Regions from separate parts of the Triticum aestivum genome. Here region 2 is linked to region 1. The links are chromatin contacts, called in public Hi-C maps. All regions are on one chromosome and are shown on one strand. Each heading gives the region's core, a stretch centred on a gene start, on an enhancer-like site or on the middle of the called end of the contact. The rest is flanking DNA. Distances are from core to core; before and after follow the strand shown.

Evidence for each region. Hi-C and Micro-C count contacts between places; a contact is called where the count stands out from the background.
Region 2: a Hi-C map of leaf shows a contact between it and region 1, with 4 times the contacts expected there. The contact joins the enhancer-like site here to the promoter of LOC123050578 in region 1. A contact is called at or near these places in 2 of 5 Hi-C or Micro-C datasets (both in leaf).

Annotation. Positions count from the first base shown.
Region 1 is chr2D:630,297,542-630,302,270 of IWGSC CS RefSeq v2.1, forward strand. LOC123050578 (barwin) reads right to left here and starts at 2,535. Exons shown (of 1, transcript XM_044473353.1): 1 at 1,683-2,535. The coding sequence starts at 2,368. The coding sequence ends at 1,874. LOC123056106 reads left to right here and starts at 3,131. Exons shown (of 5, transcript XM_044479840.1): 1 at 3,131-3,165; 2 at 3,259-3,310; 3 at 3,820-4,512. The coding sequence starts at 3,131.
Region 2 is chr2D:630,426,173-630,430,901 of IWGSC CS RefSeq v2.1, forward strand. No RefSeq gene overlaps it. Among protein-coding and RNA genes, the nearest start is that of LOC123055148, 91 kb to the right of the region's middle. Within about 2 kb of position 2,424, at least 8 of the 8 cell types and tissues checked have an H3K27ac peak or open chromatin away from gene starts, as enhancers often do. A contact at or near this core is called in leaf, where this site is marked.

The sequences.
Region 1 (4,729 bases), core at 1,285-3,784:
GGCGCTCTCACGATTGCATGCTAGTCCCCCCATACCTGAATTATTTATTACGAAAATAGATAAAAATGAATGTATCTAGAACTAAAAATTACTTCTAAATACATCCATTTTCGCGACAAGGAATTTGGGACGGATGGAGCAGTACTTTTTTTTTTATTCTTTTGACACTAGTTTTATGCCATTAGTTTGGACACTATTAGTACTTATCCTTTTTTAGATGACTAGTACTTATTTGATCTCGATATAGGCTTTTAATCTTCCATTATATATTAAAAGTGTTAGATTTTGCTTGTAGGCCTTTGGCCCAACGTACCCGCTGTCACGCAAGTCTTTTCCATCCCTTCTTCCGGCGTGCACCGCGAGAAGGGACAGCAAGCCTCCGGAACCCCGTCTCTCATGATCTTGTACGGGAGAGGGGCGATCAGGTTTTTAGGGAGTGCACTCACGCAACTGCTGACAGCGACGACTTCCTCAATGACAACTTCTTCCCCGACCTCGGCAACCTTTTCATCAACGACATGGGCAACAACATCAACGCCAACGGTTCTGCTCCCGCTGCACCATATGTGATTTTGTGCTCCTTGTTTGAGATCGTGCTAGAATTCCTATTTGTAGTCTGTGCCATAGATTTGATATGTTCATCTACTATGCTAGTCTGCATGATTAGTTCAATCTCTATTATTGTTGTCATGATTTATTCACTGTTTATTCGGATTAAATATTGTAGTAATTTACTTCTATATTCAACAAAAAGCACATATCGGGCCGTGAACCAACCTGTGTTTGGATGGTTACGAGGACAATGACATCCTTAGTCCAGCAGAGTTCATGCCCTAGGCTTGACATTGGTGATCACATTTTTTGGATTTACTTCAGGCCTTCTGACAATATGCATTCAATAGGAGGAGACGTTTCCATTGACTACAAAGAAATCTGTGGCGACTTCGTCAATCCAGTCGGTTTCCTAGCAAGCCACGAGCCAATCTCACGGACGGGAAACTGAGTATCACTAAGTCTTTACTATCAACTTTTTATTGCCAACTATTTCAGGTACTGTTCGAGTCCATCAAGGCCTCTTCATGGACGACCTATTGCGTTCACAGTCGGCTCTAACAAACAAAGTCCTCGACCGAAAGGAGCCGGCACCATTGGCGAGACCTTGAAGGATCCAGGGGCTACTGACCGCGGGGTTCCCCCGGGTTCACTCGGCGGGGAGCCTCTTTGCTCATGGCGACCTTGCCCGAAATAATCTCCATTTCTCTCACAGTGCAGCAACAATAGTTAGCCAATACCCAGTGAACGAGGCACCTCCCAGTGCAGCAACGAGCAGACGAGCCAACACGCAAAGAACAACACGCACCACCAACAGAACTATGGTACACGTTCATCATCTGTCATCATGGTGAAACAATGTACGGAAGAGCCAGTCAACAACACGTCACGTCCATCGGGTGCCTCGTCACTATCGCCATTGCCACACGGATTGCTACACGCCGTTAAGATCCGGTGGTACAGCCATACGACAGCAACCCCGCCGGGATATATACGCTCTCCAAAGGGCTCGACGTCTTCGTTGAAGAACGCCGCGGCCACCCAAGCCGGCAGCCGGACTGACCTGAGGGCTGAGGCTAATACAACTCCCAAACTTTAGGGTTGTTTCAGCTGCTACTTCACGCACTTGATTTCTGCCAACTTCTGAAATTTATTCCACTTCCCGCTGTTACAATCATACGATCCATACATGAAATTTATTCCACTTCCCGTTTGATTTATTCCACTTGATCCGTGCCATGCATGCATACATGTGTGCGTACAGCGCAACAATGCGGCATCTGAGCATCATGCATGTGCTACTACGTACAGTAGCTTTTAATTACTCAACAGCATGAATGCTGGCTGGGAGCGTCTCGTTCTTTCCATGGAAGTTGATGTGGTTGTCGCCGCAGTCGACGAACTGGTAGTTGACGATGAGGTGGCCCCTCTGGTACCCCATGCCGTCGGTGTCGATCTTGACGAACACCGTGTCCCAGTCGAGGTCCAGCCCGCCGTTGGCGCACTGGTCCACGATCCTCGCTGTGATCTGCGCCCCCGTGCCCGTGTTGGTCACCCGGATGCACCGCCCGCACGACGCCTGGCCGCGGGGGCCGGCGGGGCCGCAGAACGCCGTCCAGCCGTACTTGGACCGCCACGAGAACGGCTTGCCGGCGTCCCAGGTGGAGCAGTAGGCGCTCACGGCGCCCAGGTCCCAGCCGTTCTGAGCCGGGCTGTAGTAGTGGTACGTCGCCCGGACGTTGCTCGCCTGCTGCGCCGCGGCGGCCGTGGCACCGGCGCACAGGAGCGCCGCCACCAGCGCGAGGCGTGCGGCCATCCTCGTCAACGTAGCAGAGGATGATCGTACCAGAGTAGCTAGCAGCTGCTGACAGTGGAATGGGAATCGCTCTTCGCCGCTACTATTATTATATAGAGGTGGAGTTGAACGCGGCGCGTCAGATATGGAAGGATGATGGTAGACTTTTCTTCTCTTCACAGCTTCTACGAATTTTCCACAAACTGGGAATCAATTGCATGAACAGCTCATAAGGACATATATAGATATGCTTTTAAGAGATGTGGCATACGTGTCCAGCTACCAAGCTGGAAATTTTAGCAAAACTGTTACAGGTGTGGATGGCTGCCTATGTAATCATGTCAGCGTGTCACTTTCTACAAATTTGTGCGGCTGCAATTGCAAACACGTGGGCGAAAGCTAGAGGGAAGATATATCTTTACGCATAATTGAAGTTTTAGATAAGATGGCTCGATTTATTGTTATGAAATTGAGTTCTCACCAATTCATTGAGATACCGACAACACCAACTGCCTAAAACAAGTCAATCAAGAAACCGCGAAAAGAAAACGGGACCTCACGTCTTCGTATTTTCACTCAACATATCACAACAATTAGATTAGGGTCCTCCAAAGAAAGGCAAGGCGGCTAGGGTTTCTGCCCCCCGTCGCCGCCGCCGCCAATTTGCCACGTCTTCTGTGGCCTTACGACCATGGGTGCGCGGTGGATCCCAGCCTAGGAAGGCGAGACGGTGGCGGCTTCTTGAAGATAGAATAAGGTTCTCCCCGCCTAGCCCTCGTCCCGATGGTGTGTCTAGCTTGGTCGGATGGCGTGTGGAGGTGTGTCTCCGACGAATCTCGCGGGGTTCGATCGGTGGTTGTGTTTGGTGGCTCGGATTCGGTCTTTGTTCGTCTTTGTTCATGTGTGTTCAGGTTGGATCATTTCAATCTAAACTTCTCTTCGTCGGTGGCGTCTGCTGTTCTGGTGCGTTGGTCATATGGGGTCTTAGCACGACGACTTCCCGACTATCTACCACAACAAGTTGGGCCGGCCTCCGGCGAGAGAGGGGCGATGACGGCGGCGTGCCTTCGGCTCGCTTTCGTGCTTGTAGTCGTCGGTAGGTGGTCTACGAATCTGGATGTGATTTTTATTATTTCTGGTGTTCGTTGTACTGCCATGATTGAAAATGAATAGATTGGAAGTTTCTCGAAAAATGCAATTAGATTAAGGTAATACCATTGTTAGAATGGGAGACAAAATGAAGCCTCCTCAGGGCGTCTGAATCTGGGTCGTCGGATTAGCGTCCCAAAAGACTCTGGACCGTCGGATCTTCGAGTGAGACGATCCTGGCCGTCGGACGTTCGAGTGAGACGATCTGAGCCGTCGGATCGAGCACGGCACTGCTACAATGAATAGTGTGGTGCCACCGCTGTAAATCCCGTGCCCCACCGAGGGCATTCTTGTCTTTTCACACACAAGCGTATAAAAGGAAGCACGCCGTGTGGAATCCGCCATCCGCCGCGGCCCTCTGCTTCACTCCAGCCGTCGCCGCCTCGCGTCCGGTTCTTCTCCCCTTCTCTCTCTTCGCCGAGCTCGCCGCCGCCGCTGCTCGCCTCGTCCCCTCGCGCCTCCAACCCCTAGCCTCCCCTTCTCCTCCTCCCGTCCTCTCCTCCGCCGCTCGGTCGCCGTGCCCGTGCTGCTCAACCTCCGCCATCTTCTCCTACTCCAGCGCCTCATCCCCTGATCTCACGTGCTCGGCCTCCATCCCGTTCCCCTGCCTGGCGGCGCTCTCTACCGCTGTCGTCGCTACGTATTCTCCTCCCCGACCATCGACCTCAGGCCGCCGCTCCGTCCCCCGTCCCCATCGCAGCCCTCCTCGAGCAGCAGGACAGGCGGCGGCCAGATCCACCACGACCGCCGCAGTTCGTCCGGATACGCGCCCACCCCAGTTGCTGGTGCGCCACTGCTGCCGTTCTCGTGCGACCGCGCAGCTCCTCTGCTCCAACCCTGTCAAGGTGCCCTCCTCCCCCTTCTCGATTCGACGCTGCATGTGTTGCTCTCTTCATGAAGCTCCTCTCTGCTGCAGTCTTGGAGGAGATGCTGGAGAACCTGAGATGCGATTCTTCGGCCCCAACAAGCTCCAGGACAAGGAGGGCGACAAGTTCCTTCTTGGGTCCAACGCAGGGGTAAGCACTGGGACCTCCTCTGCTCTCTTCTCATCCCTCCAGATTCGGTTTGGATGGCACAGGGTGGTGGTGGTAGTCGTTTTAATCCTGCTGCATGTTTAGCTGTAGTTTTTCTTCAGTTTCATCAGACAAATAAGAACGAATGGAGTGTCTCTCTGCATTTGTTGCTTATGGTTCTGGGGTTTTGTGATATATGCTTCGTTCAAGCCATTAATTT
Region 2 (4,729 bases), core at 1,174-3,673, 130 kb after region 1:
AAACTGGGGTCTATACTACCGCTTTCTAACGTTCGCGCGGTCTAGGGCATCCTACAGCCAGACCTGCTCTGATACCAAGCCTGTTGCACCCCGGCTCAGAGAAAATCGGAACACCCCGTATTCCAGCCCAAAGATCGAGATGAAGTCTTCTGGAATACGGCACTGCTTAGCATAGAACAAACCAGCTCTTTATTATTACACGAATATGAGTACAAGGTCTCCGATATTACAATGAATAACATCGGTACGGCGACACTATGCCATCCTCAGTTGCTCTATGCAAGCAGCAAAACAACTCGAAGAAGCGGAATAACTCTAGCAGCAGAACAACGGCGACGGCGGTGAACTCCACTCCGCAGGGACTCTGGCTGGAACGCTTATCCTAGCTCGCACGAACGGAAACTACGACAAGCAAGCAATCAAATCCGGCATGACCTGCAAACTGGCATGACACGCCAGGTCAGTACATTGAATGTACTTGCAAGCTCACAATAACCAGAAGCATTCAAGACAAACAACAGCATGGCAATTACAGGTTAAACAGGAATTATCATGATATCATCAGAATAACATGGCATGACCAACATAAACATGATACAGCTAACACAACATGAACATATTAATCTAACCATACTAGCATGCAACATGATGACACTATATGCATCACTTATTCTGCTCAGGCTACCTTGTAACCAACGCATGCATCACTTACCAACCTCGGACATCACACGGTCATCTCAGGATCAAATCAAGCTTGGTATAAACAATACTGTAGTGATCATTAAATGACCACAAGGAGCTTGATCATTACCCATGATTCTCGCACAATATCACGAATATCCAACAACTCGGTATCCTTGATACCACGGTGATCCTTACGGCGATCAAAACCACGACCAACACTTGGCCCGTCATCCTTACGGCGATCACAACCACGACCAACACTTGGCCCGTGATCCTTACGGCGATCACAACCACGAGTTTTCATTAATCAAGTTATTCTTATTACTGTTGACTCATGGTGTGACCTACTTTCGACCTGGGCCCTTATCCGCGGGCGTGGCTATCGATAGATTTAATATACACTCTGTAGAGGTTAGTACACTGTACCCAAACTACGGAACCCATGGCCTCGCACTCCCATTCGGGTGGACCAACGGTGTTCCGACAAAACCGATCTACTGCCATGACACTCTCCCGGCCACTCCGACTCACTCCCCTCTGGGCTAAGTCATGGGTGGCCCCCTGTCTACCAAAGACACAACGACCACCGTCGTGGCCCGTCCCACTCTGGGACCCGGATCCAAAACTAACTCAACAACAAGCACACAAGGCTTATGTCCGCCTACCTGATCAGGGTAGCGCGCGCCCATAACCTTCCCTCATTTGAGGCACCGGCGAGAGGCACAACAATAGACCCAGTTAGGACCGTCCCATACCGGTAAGCGTGGTTGCACTGGTCAGCATCGATTCAGCGGCACCATGACTCAGCCAACAGTTGTTCAAGTTCAATTTAATCCGGTTAACTTGAATGCAAATATGCTGAGCCATGATAAAATAACATTATGCAAATTACAATGGATGAACATGATATCAACATAATCATGACGGTATCACATACTATCCACCATATCAACAATGAATCATATCCACTGAGCACGACATACTGACTAGCATGAACATCATCAGTACATAAATATGTACTACTAGCAAGCATAAATATATGAAAGGAAATACTAGCATGTAGAACATGATAACAGAGTACAAGACAACATAGCACAAAAGTGAGCATGCAAATCTAAACATCATCGGAGCAACGATAACCATCTTTTCAACAAGCAAACATTTAATAAAGATTCAAGTTGAAAACCATGGCTACTGCATGACTATCATGCAAGTGGGTATTGTGGCTTGCCTGGGGATGAAGAAGGCACCGGGGAGAAGTGCGGTGAAGCCGCGGAAAGATTTGCCGGAAATAGTTCTCTCTCGGAGGGGCTGTTTACGTGCAAGGGCAAAAAGGTCATTTTCACAGGGTCAAACCATAGTGAAAGCATGACCAACAGAACAGGCTCGACGAAACGAAGAAATAGGCTTTGGAATCACCTCATTTGGAGTTACGGTTGCGGAGTTGTGAAGGGTGGAAGAGCAGGGACTAATCTGTAAAAATTTATCACCAACGGGTCCCTGAGTGGATAAGGCAGAGGCGCAAAATCAGAAATATGCTTTCAGAACGGAGAAAACGCCTTCTGGGCCGCAGTAGAGGAAAATACGTTTTCCAGAAGAGAAAACGTATTTTGAACAAAAGAAGATGGAAATACGCCTTTAGAGCAAGAAAACGTATTTCTTGGTAAATACGTTGTCACTTACGTGACGTGGCAGAGGCGGGGCCGGCTTCAGGGTGGCTGACGAGAGGGTCCCGCACGCAGGGGAGGGGCCGAGCCACGCTCGTCTTCTTCCTCCTGTTGCTCCCCCGTGCAGGACAGAAGAAGCAGGAGAGGGGCCGCGCTGCCGGTGACGTGGCGGCCGGCTCAGGCCAGCTCCGGCCCGGCCGAGCACACCGGCTGGGTCGCAGGGGCCTCGTGCACCCGTTCCCACGGCTAGGAGGCGCTGGGGAGGCGCGGGGAGATGGCGAACGGCGGCGACCCGAGGAGCACAGAGAGACGCGGGTGGAGGTGGTTGCCGGCGACCAGGGCACTCCGGCGAGGGCTGAGGGCGTGGGGTGGTTCCCCGGCACGTGGGGGAGGCAATGGTGGAGTCCGGAGGGAGTGGGAGGGCTTGGACAGGCCGGACGGGTGGAGGCCGAACGGTGGAGGCGGCGGCCGAGCTCGAGGAACACGACCACGGTGCTCTCCGGCGATGGGAAAGTGGTTGGGGTGAGCTGCGGGCGTGAGGGGAACGCGGGGGACAAGTTGGAATGGCGAGGGGATGGCTAGGCACATCGGGGAGGAGCGAACTCCGGCGATGGCCGAGACGAACACGGCAAAGAACAGCGAGATTTGGCGATTCCAGAGGGCAAATGAGGCGAGGGAGGGATGGATGAGCTGCGGGAGGGCTCGGGGCACGCTTATATAGCCGCGGGGAGGCTTCTCGAGCTCACGGGCGAGCTCCCGACCAAGCATTAATGGAGGGCAATGGTTGGGCATGGCACGGGCATGGACCTAGCGACGTATTCATGGAGAACCACGACGAAGCAGCGATGCAGGGCGATGCAGAGGCTCACGGGGCAGCTAATAGACATGGTTTGAGGTCGAGACAAGGAGGGAGGAGACGAGCATAGTGGCCGGAACAAGCCAGAGCACGCCTGCAGCCATGACGCAAGCGTGATGACCACGCGCACTGGCGCAAGCGGCGCTCCTTGGCGTGGCCAACCATGTCCAGTGGATGGACCTTGGTGCCCTTAGTCCAACTGAAGAAATAAATCGGTCCAGGGGCAAAGAAGAGATTTGCACTTAGCTCCAAAAGTAAATCAGTAAGAAGGTGTTTGTAACTTGTTGTGGTTAAACCAGCTTGGTAACATGGTAAAGTGTTTGTATGGTGATGATCACACACTAAGGTGATGCTGATCGCCAAAATCCAGACTAAGAGGAGGAGTTTAGAGGGTGGTTGCTGTAGAAAGTGCCATAATGGACAGAAATGGGAATTTGGATGATGCACTCACATAGTTGCACCGATTGAGCTGAAAATGGTTATGGCCCAATGATTTGAAGATATTAAGATTCCCAAGGAGTTTCATGCCATTTGGATGAACCAAAATAGCACTTGCTTCAGAAAGATTTATTCTGACCAGAAACTTGGAAAAATTCCACAGGGCAAATGGTCAAAGGGATTGAGCCACAACTTGGTGGGGCGAAGTTATATAGATACCAGAAGGTCTAAAAAATTGGCAGCCATAATGGAGCAAGATAAAATATACTTGCTTCACAAACTGAAATTTTGACCAGAAACTAAGAATTGAAGATGAGCTCACATGGTGGCATGACATGAGCTCAACTTTGGTGGAGGGCCATGATATGATGATATGAAGGACCATGCAAAATGGCAACTCATTTGGATATGCCTAGCTTGTACCTCCTTCACAAAGCTTCTTTCTGGACAGAAACTTTGGAAAATCATAATTAAATAATTACTAGGCAAATGAGGTTGCATTTTGGCATGGGGCAATGATCTGGACATGAAAAGACGGCCAAGGAGTTTGAGGTCAATTGGGCAAAGCAAAATGACACTTGCTTCACAATGTGCCATTTAGGGCAGAATAGGAAATGAATTATTGGAGGATTATTTTTGAACATGGCAATGAACAGTTTTGCCATATTTGATCAATATATGACCCAAACAATTTATGAGAATTATTTGGGAATTTATGGAGCGATGGAAATATAGGTTGCTTCACAACCTAAGGCAATATGAGTTATTCCTTTAATAGAAAAGGAATATTCCCAATAAAAAGAATATTGGGATTTGGGCTAGGATGAAAATGACAGGGTCTAGGGAAAGATTTAGGAATGACAAGCCACTCTGGAAACAAAGAAGAGGGCATCTTCTTCAGTTTCCAGACCACAAAGCCACGGAAAAAGAAAATTCAGGCAAAAACCTCGGAGAAACAAAAGAAAAAGAAAGGGCCAAAAATCAGGCTGTCACAGATTGCCAAAGGAATTAGCAGAAGATCTCAGGGAGCTTCATTTGGAGATTGTTCCTAGAGGTTTTGTTGCAGCGATGGAAGTTCAGTCTA